Regions from separate parts of the Mus musculus genome. Here regions 1, 2, 3, 4 and 5 are each linked to region 6. The links are chromatin contacts, called in public HiChIP or PLAC-seq, Micro-C and promoter capture Hi-C maps. All regions are on one chromosome and are shown on one strand. Each heading gives the region's core, a stretch centred on a gene start, on an enhancer-like site or on the middle of the called end of the contact. The rest is flanking DNA. Distances are from core to core; before and after follow the strand shown. Region 1 holds the start of Gbx2 (gastrulation brain homeobox 2). Region 2 holds the start of Ndufa10 (NADH:ubiquinone oxidoreductase subunit A10). Region 3 holds the start of Pask (PAS domain containing serine/threonine kinase). Region 4 holds the start of Cops9 (COP9 signalosome subunit 9). Region 5 holds the start of Capn10 (calpain 10). Region 6 holds the start of Hes6 (hairy and enhancer of split 6).

Region 1 (2,700 bases), core at 34-2,533, 1.5 Mb after region 6:
GCCAGAGCTCTTCCGGGTGAACTGATTTTTTAATGACCTATATAACAATGCCCTCCTTTGCTCCTTGGCCTGGTGCTGTCAGCAGTTCCGAAAGGACGTCTAGACCAAGGAATCTGAAGAACAGGCAGGGGGACCCGAGGAAGCCCAACGCGCTTGGCAGGATCTGCCTTCGCCACGAAAGGATCCCATTTTAAAAGGAACACAAGATTTGAAAGTTTGTTTCAACATAAGAAAAGATGACCAGAAATGCCTACTTTCCTTTCGCCGCAATCCCTCCAATCTCCTAACCCCCAAATTCCCGGCTTTTTACCATTGTCGAGAACAGGGGAAATATCTTGAGGGACTCAGCTCCATCCAGCAGTCCGCAAAGGGGAACCGCGTGCCCAGGAGTCCTCGCGCTGCGCAGAGCCAGGGTGAGAGCTCCCTCCGTTGCCAACGTGCTTAATTAGTGCCTATTTACAAAACGCAGCTTTTATTTGAGCAAACATCATAAAGCTTTCATCAGGATAATCTCACGTTATACAATCCAGAGGCGTCGCAACCCCCCCCCCCATTCCTCCCTGAAGATGGAGCAGATAAAAGACTCGCTTTATTATCATAATTATCGTGGCTGTTATTTTGGTGTACGCTGGCAAAGTGGGTAAATAGGTGCGATGATTAAGAATGTCATGAAAAATGAGCAGGGATCGCTCACGGAGGGCCCAACCAGGAATGAGGGAGACCACCGCCGGCCGCCCCGCTGCCACCAGCGGGCCGCAAGCAACCATTCAGCTTCCGTGTCGTGTGAGCAAGGGCTGACAGGCCCAGGCGCACCTCTGGGAGCAGACCTGCAGAGGCAAGACCTTAAACGCTATCCGGAGACCTTGCCCGGACCCTTGGCACAACCAGAGCGCCCCTGGTTAAGGTGAGCATCACACAGGGTTCTGCTGTAGTAAAACACTCCCGGCCCATCGGTGGCGGGTGCCAGTTCCAAGCCGCCTCTCATGAGGCCTCCACAGGGATGCCAGGGACTCTAGGGTCTGAGTCGGGTAGGTAGCAAGGGTCCCTCTTAAGTTTGCTCCGCGCGGTGCAAAGGCTCCAGCTCCCAGGCCAGCACGCTCCAACCGTGGCGCCGGTAGCCCATTTGCGGCCCGCCTGGGTGAAGGGGGCGGAGCCCTAATTTCGCCCCGCCTTCCCCTGAATAGCAAATAGGAGTTGGTGCTCGGTCCCACGTGACACGAGCTCCGCTGGGCAGCTGGCAAAATGTGAATGAGAAAGAGGAGCGCGATTTAAAGGTGCTGGCGGCGCCCGCCAGAGACAAGTGCGCCGGCTTCGCGCGCTCCCCAGCCGCCCGTGGGAGACGACGGACTGCAGGACGGACAGACGGACGGACGCACGCACTGCTGGTAGCTGGGCCGAGACCTGCAGACGCGAAGCGCGCGCGTTCCGACGGGCTAGCAGCCGGGAGCGGTTCCGGCGAACGCGAGGTCCCCGGCGCCCTCTCCATCCCGGGCGCACGGCCTCATCGCGCTCGGTGGCTGCACCCGTGCAGGCCGGGTATGCTGCGGGTCCTGCACTGAGGGGCGGCGGCGGCGTCTGCGCTCTGGGCACCGCTCAGCCCCTGCCCGGAGTTCCCGGTGGTACTCCCAGCGTCCGGAGGGCTTCCAGGCGGCGGCGGGACACGGGGACTTTTCGTCTCTCCCTGGCTTCTCCCGAACGCGTCTATGAGCGCAGCGTTCCCGCCGTCGCTGATGATGATGCAGCGCCCGCTGGGGAGTAGTACCGCCTTCAGCATAGACTCGCTGATCGGCAGCCCGCCGCAGCCCAGTCCCGGCCATTTCGTCTACACCGGCTACCCCATGTTCATGCCCTACCGGCCGGTGGTGCTGCCGCCACCGCCGCCACCGCCTCCCGCGCTGCCCCAGGCAGCGCTGCAGCCCGCTCTGCCGCCCGCGCACCCTCACCACCAGATCCCCAGCCTGCCCACCGGCTTCTGCTCCAGCCTGGCGCAGGGCATGGCGCTCACCTCCACGCTCATGGCCACTCTGCCCGGCGGCTTCTCTGCGTCGCCCCAGCACCAAGAGGCGGCGGCTGCCCGCAAGTTCGCTCCACAGCCACTGCCCGGAGGCGGCAACTTCGACAAAGCCGAGGCGCTCCAAGCGGATGCGGAAGACGGCAAAGCCTTCTTGGCCAAGGAGGGCTCGCTGCTCGCTTTCTCTGCGGCCGAAGCGGTGCAGGCGTCGCTCGGTGAGTCGGCGGCGCGCGCAGCCGGAACGCGGGGACGGGAGGGAGTGGGGGCGGGCCAGCTCCGGGTTCCCGCCGAGACCCGGGGGACGAGGCCGCGCCCCCGCCCGACCTCTGCGGGAATAGCTGGAGGAGTTGCGGTGATGCCCACCGGAGCTTTCCAATGGGGCATTTAACGCCAAGCAACAAGCAGGATCCTGGGGAAAGGAGGCGTTTAGAGCTCTCCTGCTAGCTACTCCAGGCCACACATCTGGTGGCGTGTTTGGCACACACACACACACACACACACACACACACACACACACACACACGCTGTGATTATTGAGGGTCCTTGGTGTGTTGCAACCTTAAAGAGAGGCCTTATTGGGCTGGTTTTTTTCTTTTTTCAGTTGCATATGTACCCAATAGAGTCCAGACTCAAATATCTTCACTGGGTTCTCTGTTCATCCAAGAGAATCAGATTCCTGCGAGACTCTC
Region 2 (2,700 bases), core at 69-2,568, 1.1 Mb before region 6:
ACCAAGCAATCTGATCACACATAATTATTTTGGTTAGTTTGTTTTTTATATCAGTTGATTTTAGGATGACATCCCATTGCTTGTGGTGCACCACTCATTTCATGTGTTGCTGGATTCAATTTGCTGAGATACTGATATATGGAGGTCTTACATTTTTGTACTGTCTTTGACAGTTATGGCAGCATAACATGCGATAGTAAGCATTATCGCTTCTGTTTTCTGGAGGAGACTGTACATATTTAGTATCATATATTTATGTATAAAGTAAAATTCTTCAGTAAAACATACGTGCTTGGGAAATTTCTCTTTTGGGGTTGAGTGATTTTTGAATTACACTGGAGGGGAGTAGGGAAATGAGATAATGATCAGGATTCAAAAGAAATGAGGAGAGGTTTCCCCTTCCCGTATTCAATGTACTGTAAGGATACAGGACTTTCTAGAAATCCAGAAATGCGGGGGAGGTTTTGTGTTAACTACATGGAAAGTGGTCCAAACCCAACCCAGAACTCCTCATTGTCTTGGGGATCCTCTCCCTATCAGCACTTTCCTGGCTTCTGCGCACTGCACTCTTCCACCTCAGAGGCTCTTGGAGCTGAAGAGCTTTCCAGGAGGTGACTATAAAGTCGGCAGCTGTGGAAATGAGGCAGGGTGATCTGCACTGGAGATATATGGTGGTGCCAGGTCTGTGGCCACCTCAGCTCTTAGCACTACAAAAGCTCAGAACTGCTAGGTCGTGAATTGGTTGCCCCCACAGGGCTCAAGCTGATGACAGGTCCTTCTCTCAGAAACCTAGGCAGGGAGAATGTGACGCCCCTAGAACTCAGATGGGGAATGGACTCTCTCCTCAGCGACCAGAAGGGCGGGGAGCGGATCCTCCCTACAGAACTCAAACAGAAAGTGGGTCTACGTTTGGGCGTGGAGCAGGGAGACAGCACAGATTCTGGGGAGCGAGAGGATTCACCCCACAGAACACCTGGGAGTGGGGGGTCACACTTTTGTCACACAACTCAAGCATCTGCGAGAACCCGAGCTCAAAGCTGGGAGCCTCAAGGCCCAGGCAGGACTTCTAGCCCTTTGCCACTTTCATACTATAACTTGTCTAGGATCTAGGCGCGCTCCTCGCCCAAACAATCTAAGCTCAAGCAACTAGAGCGTCGACAAGCCTAAGCTCCGCCCCTTCCCTCTGGCCCCGCCCCGTCCCAGTTCCGGAATATTTTCTTTTTTCGACAGGCGCCGCGAACACTCAGTGGTGACGTCATGGCAGCGCGCCGCGGACGAGCTAGGACCCCGTCGCGTTCATGTCCCTCTGGTCCTTGAGCCGGCGCAGACGGCGAAGTCATGGCCTTGAGGTTGCTGAGACTCGTCCCGGCGTCGGCTCCCGCGCGCGGCCTCGCGGCCGGAGCCCAGCGCGTGGTGAGCGGCGGGTGGCTCTCCTTGCTTGGATCTCGGCCTGTCGGCTCCGAGCCCTGACGCTCCGGCGGCGTCTGTCAGACCCGTGAGCCGCGAGCTCCTGAGGCCTCCGCTCACAGCACCGGTGCAGCGGGACTCACTTTCCCGGCTGCATACGGAGAGCCGAGATGCCGGAGCTCCGGAGCCTGGGCCCGCATGCTCATCGGTTCAGAAACTGCTTTGTGGAACGCCTTGTAGACTCTGGGGTGACGTGATGTGGAGCAGCAACAGAGATTTGGGGTAGATTGGGGAGGATTAGGACCTTTTAGGGTGCATGCAGAATAATGGGTGACAGTAGGTGCTTAGGGGACCGTGGCTGGAAACAGGACACGTCTTATGACGGCATCATAACTTCTTTGCTTTATAGTAGCTAGAACTACATAGGTGGTAAATCGGAAAGGGGTTGACAGTCATGCTAAGGATTTTTATTTTGAACAGGAGTGATCTGTGTGTGAAAGAGGTATAGATGTGAACCAGAGAGAGACGAGGTGTGTGTGAATGTGAGCCTGGATCGGCACTGTCAGCCTAAGCCCCACTATGAATTAGCACTGTCAGCTTAAGCCTATTAGGATCGCAGTGGAGCACAGCAGCAAGAGCACAGAGCATATTCACAATCCACTCTTGACCTTGACCCTCAGAGACCACACTCCTTCCCCTGTATCTTCACATCACCCTCTTCAGTGAAGTCGTTTCATATATTCACATGTCGGAAGTTCAGTCACACCCCGTTCCACCCTAAGCTTTTCATGCATTGAGTTCATTCTTTATGCTGTGAAGTTTTATTGTTTTGCACAATGAGCAATATTATATTTTGGACTTTACAATACACACAGAGTAGTTCACAGCCCTAAAAAAAAAAAAATCTATTGTCCTTAATATTCATTTATTTCCCACCCTGTCAACTCCTGACAGCCACTGTGCTTTTGATGATTTTTGTCATTTTGCCTATGCTAGACTCGTGTAATCAGTCACACATATTACCTGACACAGTGCTTTCTTTTTTTACATAGACTTTGACAGTTACACTTAGAATTTATTTGTGGGGCTGCACAGCTGTTAAGAGTACTTGTTTCTCTTTTAACACACACACACACACACACACACACACACGTACACAATCTAGACAATATTTCTTAAGCCAGATGTTGTGGTGCACACCTTTAATCCCAACATGAGACAGGCAGATCTATGAATTCTCGGACAGCCTGGTATACAGGGAGTTCCAGACCAGCCAGGGCTACATAGCAAGAC
Region 3 (2,700 bases), core at 116-2,615, 1.9 Mb before region 6:
CTTTTTATCCATCTCTCTGCCACAACCCATTCGCTTCAAAGCAGACTTTTCCATTCATGCCGCGTGAACAAACTGGACTTCGTAGATTCCCCACGCCTGAAGCCTCAGTTTCCCAGTGAGCTGACGGAGGACGGTTCCCTGCCCCCTCGCCTGTCAACTTCGGAGCTTTAAGACTAGGTTCCTATAGCCACGGCTTCCTTGCCAATCTCCCTGGGCGGGCTCGCGCCACGTTTTTCCCCAGGGTCTTGTCTTTCTGGCCGCTACCGCCCTCGGGACGGGACTCCCGGGCTCCGAGCCTCCCTGGCTGTCCAGCCATATTGGCAGCTGTCAGAGCTCTGTGGCTGTGGCCGGAGGCTGGAGGCCGAATTCCGATCCCGCAAGAGGCCGTGACCGCCCAGCCCGAAGCTCGCCGCTCCCCGGTCACCCACAGGGGCCGCTCACCCTCCATCATCTCCTGCGACTGTTGCTGCCCCGCGCCGCGCTCTGCCGCCATATTGGCTGCTCTTTCCCTTTCCGGAATCTGTCGCCTTAGGCCATGGGCCAATCAGGATTCCAGGTCCAATAGGCCAGCCAATGGAACAAAGTATAGAAGCGCGAGCTGACAATGCTTGCGCGGGCGCAGTGTTTCATGGGGATTGTAGTTCCCACAGGCTCCGGCTCCACCTGGGTTAGGGGTTTGATGAATGAGTAGAGTCTAGGCGAGCACGAAGAAAGCAGACATCCCGGAAAGTCTTTAGGCAGCATGGGAGACACTTCAAGCTTGCGGATTCGCTCAAGTCACTATGCCAACTTCGGAGGCGTAGAGGTACTGCGGACAGGAGAGTTCTACAGGCCACAGGTGAAGCCGACTAGACTTGCACCCCCGACTTCGGGAGCCTCACTTCACGGTGAGCCGGTAGGCGAGGGAAACCAGTTTATTCTGCGCCTGCGTGCTGATACACTGGTGCCACAGGCCACCTTTAGGGGATGCTTGGAGAAGGCGGGAGGGGCCGCGGTCCGGTCCTGGGGCTCACGTTTGCGGCCTCCAGCCCACGGCGAGCCACTGTGTCGTCCGCTTCTCACTGTCCTCGCCTTGGAAAGGTGGCCGTCGTAAGAAGGGCTGCACGTCGCTCACCGTCCTCGGTTCTCCCGTAAGAGTAAACTGCAGTCACTTGGAGTGGGGCGTGGAGGGGGGGGAAAGGCGCGAAGAAATCGGGTCTTTTGGCTCCTCCGAGGCTCTGTAGTGGGTGTCCGGTGCGTCCCTAGCAACTGTTTGCGCGCGCTCAGCTGCTTGCTTTCACTGAGGTCCGCCCATCAGGGTGTCTGGTTGGTTCTTGGTCCCTTGTTATGCTGCCTAAGTCGTTCTGCGATTGGTCGGTGGGCCAGAAGCGCGCGGATCTTCACGTTGTGAATCCGACTGAGACTTGCGCCAGCCTGGGGTGAGACACCAGCCTTCGAAAAACCTCCGGGTGGCGGCGAGTGTTAGTTACGCATTGTCGTGGAGTGGCTCTGGCCCTTTCCTCGCGCGCCCGCACTCCCTCCGCCCAGCCCCGGCCCCAGAGTGGTGGCGGGTTCTGGCCGTTTGACCCGCGCTCAAGAGCCGCCAGCGCCCGAAAGCCTCTGATTGAACTGGAAGCTTTGCTTTAAGGTTAGACTAGCGGGCCAGTGAGCTCTGGGGAGTCACTTATCTTCACCCCCTAATTTCGGGATTACAGTTATGTGTAGCCACGTCTGGCTTTTTATGTGGTTAAAGATTTAAACGCAAGTCCTCATGCTTGCATAGAAAAAAACTTTTAACAAAGGGAGCCGCCCAGTTCCTGTAATTACTTTTAAGATAAAAATTTGTAGCATTAACAATTTAGTTTGAAGAATGGTATTTTTTATATAAATTAAGATCTCATATCAATATATTCTGAGGTCATACAAGGTCTAAAAAAACAGTAAGGTTTTGTGACTTTGGCAGTGTATTTAGAAGCCATAATTACATGTCCTAACTTTGTCAATAGGTTGGTTTTAAAAGTAGAAAAACCACGGTATGATCGTATCATTGTTTGCTGTAACAGTAATTAGTGCATTTAGATACCTAGAGAAGATGCCTGTACATCTTTCACATTAAAACACTCTACTTGAAAACTGCTATCTAACACCTACTCATCTTTATTTTGTTTGAGTCTGGTGGTGTCACATATAGCCTTGAACACTGTCGCTACTCATCTCTTATTTCATAATGAGTTGTTGCTTTTTAGGATCACATACTGAGTGCATGTGCCTGTGTATGTAATATGCAGAATAGTGAAGGCAAATAGTCATACTTTATCAGTCAGTGGTGGAAGGTTTGCCCAATAGGTGACTAGCTCTGGGTTTAATACCCACCTTCACACAAAAATACCAATTGTCAGGCTGATGGTGTCTTCCTCTCTTCCCAGCACTTCCAACGACTCTGGAGACCTTGCCTCAAAAACAAAACAAAACAAAAAACAAAACAAACCCCAAAAGGAAACAAAGCCCTACAGTTTGGGCCCAGCATTATGGCTCAGTGGGTAAAGGCACTTGCTGCCAAGGTCTGACAATTTTGGACCCACATGGGTAGAAAGAGAGAAGTGACTCCTGAAAGTTGTTTTCTGTCATCCATGGTTGTGCTTTCTCTCTTTCTCTTTCTCTCTCTCTCTCACACACACACTCCCACAATGTAATAAAAATGCATGAAAAAGTCATGCATTA
Region 4 (2,700 bases), core at 161-2,660, 1.2 Mb before region 6:
CCGGCACAGTACACTCAGGCTTAAGGGGTAGGAGTGATTGTCTAGGCTCAGTTCCCATTATATCCTGGCTGAGTAGGTTTCCCTAGATCTGTCCTTACCTGTGATCCCCATTTTCACTCTAGCAGCCTGCACCCCAACCAAGCCCCTGACACCTCAAAGTTGTTAAAGGAAAACCCAACCAAACCAAAAACCCAATCCTACCCAACCCACCCACCCACCCAACCAACCAACAGTTCTCCAACTCTTTGAACGCAGAGGAAGGGAAAACATCCAAAACCATCAGGAGAGGCACAGGAGCAAAAGCCTTGAACTGCTGGAGAGACTCAGCGCAACCACAGTAGCAAGAGGGACTGACAGTCAAGGGGCAGGGTGGGGGTAGATGGGAAATAACTCAGGGGTAACACAGACGCTTTGCTGAAGTCAGGACCAGAGGACATCGTCTGGGGATAGTGGAGGGTGAAGAGCCCTATCAGACATGGAGAGCAGGCAGGTATCAGCTGGATTTCAGGCTTCTTGCTACAGGGATACTTGTTAAACCTGGATTTTATCAGGAGGTGCTCAGAGGATCCTAGGGGGACATCCAGGAGACTCACTAGAGTATTCTAGTCTGTCAGAGCATCTCAGGCCCTCTCTGACAATGATCCACACCTCTCTGTCCCTTCCCCATCTTTTTTCTTTCATTCATTCTTTAAAAACCATGGTATAATATAGCACCCTAACATGTATCCCCCTGGCCACCTCTCAGGGGACAGTCCAGTCATTTAATGGACACCTTCCCCCCCAACCCCACCGCACACCTCTAGAACTTTTGATTTGCAGATCTAAAACTGTGTCCACTGAGCAACCACCATCTCCAACACTGCTGCATTTATGAGTCTGACTGCTCTAGGGATCACTTATGAGTGGTACACAGCGTTTGTTTACGTTTCACTTAACAACATCCTTAAGGGTCCTCCATGCCCATAGCTTAGGAATCCCTTCTTAGTTTTAGGATTCCACACTATCTCACCGTGTAGATAAAGCCCATCTTGTCTGCGTGCACTGGGTTGCTTCCTCCTTTTGGCCGAGGTGACCCTGTGAGTGATCACTGAGCGTGGACTACTTTTGGATTTCTGTTACCCCCAACAGCACCCGGGGATCCAATACCCCCATCTTCTAGCCAATCCATTACTGCCTGCGAATCCTAAACAGTAGCCATTCGGATGGTTTTGAACTGCAGCTCTGCTGGGAAATGGAGAGTCTCCTTTCTCCGCTGACAACTCGTGCTGTGCGGTGTTGCTGGTCCTTAGACCGTCATCTAATCCGCTGCCCTCTTTAGCTCCCAGAGAGCTGCCCTGCAGCCAGGCCAGCGAGTGCCACCGAGGCGCGGTCCTCCGAGGTCTAGACGTGCTCGGAAGAACGCCGGAAGTAGAAGGGGCTGGCCGGAAGTGAGCGCAACGCCGCCTTGTCGAGATGAAACCCGCAGTGGATGAGATGTTCCCCGAGGGCGCGGGGCCCTATGTGGACCTGGATGAGGTGGGGTGGTGGCGGCGCGGAGCGATGCGTGGGGGTGGGAGCACGCCTGCAAACCTGCGCGGGAGCCCAGGCCTTTGGGGATTCAGAGGCTGGGGAAGCGGGAGCTGCCGGGGACAGTCGCAGGGCCCGCGACTGTTAACGTGAACTGCAGCGAGGAAGTAGGGTTTGCTCGCTGTCAGTTGATTGTGGCTCCTGATAAATCTTCCAGAGAGGGAAGGCCCGAGCGAGGCTTACGCACTGACAGGCCTCAAGACCCCAAGCTCTGAGAGAAGGGTAAGGGATGGTGTGTGGTAACTGCGTGCTTGGTGCTGGGACTCGGTTATTTCGTGTAGACACATACAGAGTTTTCGAGCGATCCTGTGCTTTTGATTTCCACCATGGTCACAGATCTCTCCCTGATATGGGTGGTTATGATCAGGAGTGTCAGCCAGCTCTTGTATGTCTGCTTCCTGTTCCTCCTCAAAGCTCAGCGAGTAGGGCGATGCGGGAACGTATCCCCGGACCTGAGAGATGTCAGTTGTGGCCCGAAGAGGCCGGTTGCATATCCTAAGCAAGGGTAGGGTGGGGTGAGGGTGCCCTACAGACGTATCCGTGGGGTTTTAGTCGGCTCAGTTGAGGCTTAAGAGAGGAGCTTGCCCTGATCCAAATATTGAAGGATGTGCCCTGTTGACCTTGGGATATAGATGACGAGAGCCATAGTAGCGGAGCAGAGCGATGCTCCCTTGTCCACTAAAGGAAGGGGATGCCTTGTTGTTTGTCTTATGGTTTCTATTGCTGTGACAAACACCATAACCAAAAAAGCAAGTTGGGGAGGAAAGGATTTATTTGACCTACATTTCCAGGTCATCACTGGAGGAAGGCAGGACAGGAACCTGGAGGCAGGAGCTGATGCAGAGACCATGGAGGGGTGCTGCTTGCTGGCGGGCTTGTTCACTGAGGCTTGCTCAGCCTGTTTTATTATAGAACCCAGGACCACTAGCCCAGGGATGGCACCACCTACTATGGGCTGGGCTCTCCCTAATTGAGAAAACGTCTTACAGCTGGATCTTGTGGAGACATTTCCTCAACTGAGCTCCTTCCTCTCTGATGACACTCTAGCTTGTGTCAGGCTGACACACAAAACCAGCCAGGGCATAATTGAACACCGAGGGGCATGAACAAGCAGGTCCGCATAAGGACGTCTGC
Region 5 (2,700 bases), core at 146-2,645, 1.5 Mb before region 6:
TCAACACCACTGTGCCAAGCAGGCAGCACAAGGCCTGGAACCCTGCCAGCTGTCACTGTTAGCACTACATGCATGTGGGACAGGCTGTCCCCCAGTAGTCTTTCTGCTGATAAGCCACGTCTAAAAAACACCAACAAAAACACTAGGCTTGAACAATCCATCCATTTAAGCTGCAACAAGGCAAAAAAAAAAAAAAAAAAAAAAAAAAAAAACCAACCAAAAAAACCAAAAAAACCAAAGCCCTCCTACCACAGCCCTTTCTGGCTATGAGGGGTAACACTGTTGTGAGTTGCATGCATGGACGCTAAAATAACAATACATAGTTCCACCTGCCTGTGCCATTTAAGGGAGCCCTGAAAAGCAGCTCCTTAGGTTTTCCCAGTTGTTAAGCACAACGCTCCCCGTGTTCTGTGCTACCTTTTGGTGTTCATACCCTAAAGCTACTAGAAGAAATGTAGAGCAAAGTGCAAAGCCAAGAAAGATTGCGCTGAATTACACCCGACAAAACTTAGGTGGTGGGATGGTGCTGGAAATACTGCTTCTAATCCCTTAATATCAAAACAGCTCCCTACTACCTGACTTTGGGTAGGAGTGTATTTTAGTAGAAACCCCAAGATAACATCTAAAAGACAAGCCTTTCGATTGCTTCTGTCCTCCTCATTTGAATTCTCAGGGCTGGCTATCACCTTTTCTGAATAGGCTTGAAGGCGAGGTCCTGCTAACCCCGGGGTCCATCTCCGTGAGAAACATATCCACAACACCCGCCCAGGCAAGAGACCCTGCTGCACCTGGGGTCGTCTCCAAGTGATGTCCTCCCGAAACTGGGCCAGAGGCGTGGACAAGTTGTAAAAGAGCGAGGAGTCCGAGGCGGGGAATGCCGCGTCCCGGAAGAGCTCCCGCGCCGGCGTCTCGGCCCGGACCGCCCGCATCTTCGGCGCCCTGGGCTCCCATCTGCGGCCCGTGGACTCGGTCGCCGCCCGGGAGCGAGTGCGCGGCCTTCACTGCAAACCGTGTTTGCTTAGCCCGGGAGACCTACTGGTGCAGAGCAGCCTAGCGCCGCAAGCTCCGTTGTCTAGGTAACCCGGCTGGAGCCAACCAGGAGCCGTGCTTGCGTCATATGACAGAGCTGCCTAATCACGCACGAGCTGCAGCGCAGAACCGTGCAGGACTGGTAGGTTCTGCTCTCGCACGAGGGCGTGGTCCCCGCGTTTCTAACTGGGCAGTGCTAGCCTGATGTCCGTATGCTTTAGTGCTCGGGACAACGCAGCTGTAGCCACTTGAAATCGAAGTCTCAGTGACCACAGGAAGCTGAAAAGTCACTTTGGTTTAGATCGCTTTGTCAATGCTATCCCAGCATGCAGCGCCGTTCCCAGCATACGTCGCTGATCACAGGCGTTGTCTACTTCCCAGCGTGCTTCGCTCCTTCCGGTGTGAGGCAGGAACTTGGCAAAGCGGTGGTTCCTCCCTGTCTTCTGAAAGAGCCAGTGAGGAAGTGGCTCAGCGAATCGCGTTGTTATCCTTCCGTCGCGGTGGTGGTTGCGTTGTTCTGGGGAGGCAGAGGTGTCACTGGGGTTGAAACTTGCCGGGGTCGGGCATTTGTCTCAAAACGATTGGGCTTCAGACGCTCTGGATCCTAAGCGGCCAGGGAATGCGGCTGGAGCATTCCTTGAAGCCTTAAATGGCCTGGCTATGGTTTTGTAGACTGGATGGTGACCAGGACGTGGACTTGCGGCTCCACGATTATTCGATGCCATGAGGAGGTCAGGGACAGGACACTCTCCTTCTGGTGCCTACTCTTCCAGGTCCCAGGAAGGACACAAATCAGCCAAGGACTGTTCTCTGTGTCTTCTCCAAATGTATTTCATCAAGACTAGAAGCTTCATAGACAGGAAGGGAGACGACGAGGCTTCACACCTTGTAGACTGCAGTTTGCCACCTATTAGGGCTGCTCTGATATTTTTTCCCTCCTCTGGGCCCCTTTTTCTCAGTCTTGGATAAAAGGTAGTCAGAGGAAATGCGGTTTGTGCAGTTAAGTAGATCAAGTACCCGTTGCCTAAAGAGGAACAACCAGGCCAAGCTTTTACCCATAACCTGCTGCTTCAGAGTCTAGACAGTTGCTCCTTCTCCCAGTGAGAGGCTGGGCTGCTCCTGCATCAGCAGCAATTACTGCTGTGGCATGACACAGTTACCTTGGCTCCACTAGGCTTCAGCGCCATGATTTGAGGTGCAAGACACTTAACTCTTTATTGAGGTTATTTAAAAAAAAAAAAAAAAAAAAAAAAGGAGTAGCCACATAGCCCAACATCTCTTTGGGATGCTTTTTCATTTAGTACTTAATTTCGACTCAGGGGACTGACTGGTGGGCTGAAAGCTGCACTATAGTTGAATCATTAAGAGCCTGGACTCGGTTTTCCAGGAAGTCTTGAGTAATTGTGACAAGTTATCCGCGACTCAAGAGTTATGCAAACTGGTTCACCCCCAGAAGTCTCATATGAGTGGTTAGCTCAGGAGAACGGCTCCTGAAGGCCGCATCCATATCCAGGGCTGGGCCACGGGCAGAGCCTGACCTCCAGAATCTGGAAGGAAAAGCTGCTTAGTGTTACCGTTGCTGTGACGAAACATCATGACCAAAGCAACTTGGGGAGGAAAGGGTTTATTCTGCTCACCTATGGCGCTTTCCATAAGGAGGGGCGCTATTTC
Region 6 (2,700 bases), core at 39-2,538:
TGGCTCCTTGTCCTGGCTCTAAAGCAGCAGCCGAAATCCAAGAACGCTGGAGCAGAGCCAGGGGTTCCGAGGGGGCGCGCGCGCGCGCACACACACACACACACACACACACACACACACACACACCCCTCCCGCGGCGAGGCAGGGCCGGCAGATGGACCGCCGACGACGCGGGGCTTGGGCGTCTGGCCGACACAGGCGTGCCTGTTGCAGCCTGCAGGACAAAGCCAGCTAGACAAAGGCGCGGCCAACACCTGTCGCTCCTGGCCGGCCTGCCGCTTTTCTCTGCGGAAGCGGCTGCAGCTGCCAACTGTCACGGGCATCAAGTTACTGGGGCCAGACAGCAGCCTCGGCCTGCAGGAACCAAGAATAGAAGGGGGAGGAGCTGAGAGGGACTGGGGGTAGTGGGGATGGGGGACTCTAAGGGGACTCGCGGGGAAGGGAGGTGAGCGTGGAGAGGGGTTGGGGAACAGGGATGTGTGAGACCACCGCAAAGAGGATGCGGAGGAACTAGAGGGAAATGAGAGGCGCTTAGGCGGGTACGGGGTGATGAACAAGGAAGGAGAAGCTTGACTGGGGGCAGTTGGGGTGGGGTTAAAATAGACAAGGTAGTGGTTGGGTAAGTGACTTAGAGCACAGAGAAATAGAGATTTAGTAAGAACGACCGCGGACCTTGGAGTAAGAAGGTTATAGGTGTCTTAATGGGTCCAAAAGGACACACAAGGGTCCTGTTCCTGCTGCTAAATTGGCTCGTACTTTCCCCGGACTTTGCACTCTCGCCACCGGTGACCCGAAGCCCCTTCCAGGTCCCGAGGTCACGGACTTGACTTTGGCACTGCCCTGTCTGAAGTCAGCTCTGGGACTGGAGCGCTATTCTCGAGAGCACTTTTGGTGAACCAAGGGAAGCAAATGCCCTGTAGGAATGGATGGGTGAAGAGGTGGGTGGAAGGGCGGCATGGATAGATATACGGACCGAAGGATGTATAGCTAAGTCCGAGCTTACAGGCAGGCAGGTCTGGCCTCATAACTCAGCGAAAGGAAGTACAAGCACACCAGCAAGAGAGAAGCCGGAGGTCACTGCCCAGGAGTCCTGCCCGGCCTAAGTGGCAGGAGGTCTGGCTGTGGGCTCCGCCCCGCCAGCTGCCAGAGACCCGCGGGGCCTGACAAAGCGCGCCGCTCTCATTGGCTACAGGCTGCCTCACGGCTGGCCTCTCCGACCACGCACAGCCAATCGGTGCATTGACATGTAAATAAGTTGCTATAAAATGGGCGGGGTCCCGCGGGCCGGAAGACTCCGGAGAGCTAGTGGGGCCTCCGGGCTGCGACCCACCTCGCTGAGTAGTTTGCACTAGGGCGCCGGGCTCCGTAGACCATGGCTCCGTCCCAGGCGCCCAGCCGGGACCGTGCAGGCCAGGAGGATGAGGACCGCTGGGAAGCACGGGGGGACCGCAAGGTGCGGACAGGGGCTACGGGTGGATGGGCTTGGGGGAGGTTGCGCGGGCCAGGGGGCTCAGTAGCCGCTTCCCACAGGCCCGGAAGCCCCTGGTGGAGAAGAAGCGACGCGCACGGATCAACGAGAGTCTTCAGGAGCTGCGGCTGCTGCTGGCCGGTACCGAGGTGCGACGGGAAAGGTGCAGGGGGGAGGGGGACCTTCAGGGTGCACCCCGAAGCGCACGGCCGGACTCAACTCCCTTCCCCTCTGCGCAGGTGCAGGCCAAGCTAGAGAACGCCGAGGTTCTGGAGCTGACCGTGAGGCGCGTGCAGGGCGCGCTGCGAGGCCGGGCGCGCGGTGAGTGGCGGCGGGGATCGAGGGCGGGGGCGCTGACCGGGCACGCCTGCCACCCAACAGCGGGACACGTCGGCTCCCGGAGCCCCGGTCCTATCCATGGCAAGGGCTTCCCCCAGAACGGGACACGCTACTGTGTCTCCTGGGTGAGCCCCGAACCCGCGGAGCGGATCGTCCGAGCCACGATAGTCACTGCTCACGGTGCGGGACGCTGCTCTCTTCTTCCCACCCTCCTGCACAGAGCGGGAGCAGCTGCAGGCTGAAGCAAGCGAGCGCTTCGCTGCTGGCTACATCCAGTGCATGCATGAGGTGCACACGTTCGTGTCCACGTGCCAAGCCATCGATGCCACTGTCTCAGCTGAACTCCTGAACCACCTGCTAGAATCCATGCCGCTGCGTGAGGGTAGCAGCTTTCAGGATCTGCTGGGGGACTCCCTAGCTGGGCTGCCTGGAGGCTCTGGGAGGAGCAGCTGGCCTCCAGGAGGGTCCCCAGAATCCCCATTGTCCAGTCCCCCAGGTCCCGGGGACGACCTGTGTTCTGACCTAGAGGAGATCCCAGAGGCTGAACTAAACCGGGTGCCTGCTGAGGGGCCGGATTTGGTGTCTACATCCTTAGGCAGCCTGACTGCAGCTCGCCGGGCTCAGAGTGTGTGGAGGCCTTGGTGACCAACACTTACCAGGGACCTGTGAATGGTGGCTGCCATCCTTAAGTTTGCTTCCTCCCTGGGTATCAGATAAGGTGGAGACAGCTCAGGATGCCCCCCAGGTATGCCCTCCCCACTCTCCAACAGATGACTTGAATGACAACCCTAATGGCCAGGCCCTGCAGGTCCCTAGCACTATTTTTTCGTGGACCCTAGAGCTCTGGATGGTGGCTGGGGGGCCAGGGGGTGCACTAAAGAAAGACAGGAGAC

The links. Promoter capture Hi-C pulls out the DNA fragments that hold promoters and counts their contacts. A called contact is a pair of places that touch in the nucleus more often than the background predicts. HiChIP or PLAC-seq counts read pairs in DNA pulled down with a chosen protein or histone mark.
Region 1: a contact with region 6 is called in a Micro-C map of embryonic stem cells, with 5 times the contacts expected there. The contact joins the promoter of Gbx2 here to the promoter of Hes6 in region 6.
Region 2: a contact with region 6 is called in a promoter capture Hi-C map of pre-B cells, with 4 times the contacts expected there. The contact joins the promoter of Ndufa10 here to the promoter of Hes6 in region 6. A contact is called at or near these places in 13 of 39 promoter capture datasets (the 3T3-L1 cell line, 3T3-L1-derived adipocytes, the C10 cell line and 9 more), 5 of 484 Hi-C or Micro-C datasets (the C2C12 cell line, CD8 T cells, LSK cells and 1 more), 10 of 115 datasets of contacts at active chromatin or transcription factors (T-cell acute lymphoblastic leukemia, astrocytes, cardiomyocytes and 6 more) and 3 of 9 other capture datasets (adipose tissue, liver and pancreatic islet).
Region 3: a promoter capture Hi-C map of pre-B cells shows a contact between it and region 6, with 6 times the contacts expected there. The contact joins the promoter of Pask here to the promoter of Hes6 in region 6. A contact is called at or near these places in 2 of 39 promoter capture datasets (liver and pre-B cells), 1 of 484 Hi-C or Micro-C datasets (CD8 T cells) and 2 of 9 other capture datasets (adipose tissue and liver).
Region 4: an H3K27ac HiChIP or PLAC-seq map of thymic regulatory T cells shows a contact between it and region 6, with 7 times the contacts expected there. The contact joins the promoter of Cops9 here to the promoter of Hes6 in region 6. A contact is called at or near these places in 3 of 39 promoter capture datasets (embryonic stem cells, hippocampal neurons and pre-B cells), 1 of 15 datasets of contacts at CTCF or cohesin (large pre-B cells), 2 of 484 Hi-C or Micro-C datasets (B cells and CD8 T cells), 7 of 115 datasets of contacts at active chromatin or transcription factors (astrocytes, double positive thymocytes, embryonic forebrain and 4 more) and 1 of 9 other capture datasets (liver).
Region 5: a promoter capture Hi-C map of liver shows a contact between it and region 6, with 4 times the contacts expected there. The contact joins the promoter of Capn10 here to the promoter of Hes6 in region 6. A contact is called at or near these places in 3 of 39 promoter capture datasets (erythroid cells and liver), 2 of 484 Hi-C or Micro-C datasets (CD4 T cells and embryonic stem cells) and 1 of 9 other capture datasets (adipose tissue).

Annotation. Positions count from the first base shown.
Region 1 is chr1:89,929,759-89,932,458 of GRCm38.p6, reverse strand. Gbx2 (gastrulation brain homeobox 2) reads left to right here and starts at 1,283. Exons shown (of 2, transcript NM_010262.3): 1 at 1,283-2,226. The coding sequence starts at 1,704. LOC102637806 reads right to left here and starts at 384. Exons shown (of 4, transcript XM_030244408.1): 1 at 311-384. The coding sequence starts at 354.
Region 2 is chr1:92,472,376-92,475,075 of GRCm38.p6, reverse strand. Ndufa10 (NADH:ubiquinone oxidoreductase subunit A10) reads left to right here and starts at 1,318. Exons shown (of 10, transcript NM_024197.1): 1 at 1,318-1,413. The coding sequence starts at 1,339.
Region 3 is chr1:93,341,453-93,344,152 of GRCm38.p6, reverse strand. Pask (PAS domain containing serine/threonine kinase) reads left to right here and starts at 1,365. Exons shown (of 18, transcript NM_080850.2): 1 at 1,365-1,627. Ppp1r7 (protein phosphatase 1, regulatory subunit 7) reads right to left here and starts at 525. Exons shown (of 10, transcript NM_023200.3): 1 at 442-525. The coding sequence starts at 493.
Region 4 is chr1:92,640,695-92,643,394 of GRCm38.p6, reverse strand. It overlaps Cops9 (COP9 signalosome subunit 9), which reads left to right and starts at 1,410. Exons shown (of 3, transcript NM_001163425.1): 1 at 1,410-1,515. The coding sequence starts at 1,453.
Region 5 is chr1:92,933,103-92,935,802 of GRCm38.p6, reverse strand. It overlaps Capn10 (calpain 10), which reads right to left and starts at 1,395. Exons shown (of 12, transcript NM_011796.2): 1 at 789-1,395. The coding sequence starts at 929. It overlaps 9430060I03Rik (RIKEN cDNA 9430060I03 gene), which reads left to right. Exons shown (of 2, transcript NR_015525.1): 2 at 700-2,277.
Region 6 is chr1:91,411,810-91,414,509 of GRCm38.p6, reverse strand. Hes6 (hairy and enhancer of split 6) reads left to right here and starts at 1,288. Exons shown (of 4, transcript NM_019479.3): 1 at 1,288-1,453; 2 at 1,531-1,617; 3 at 1,708-1,789; 4 at 2,028-2,700. The coding sequence starts at 1,373. The coding sequence ends at 2,452.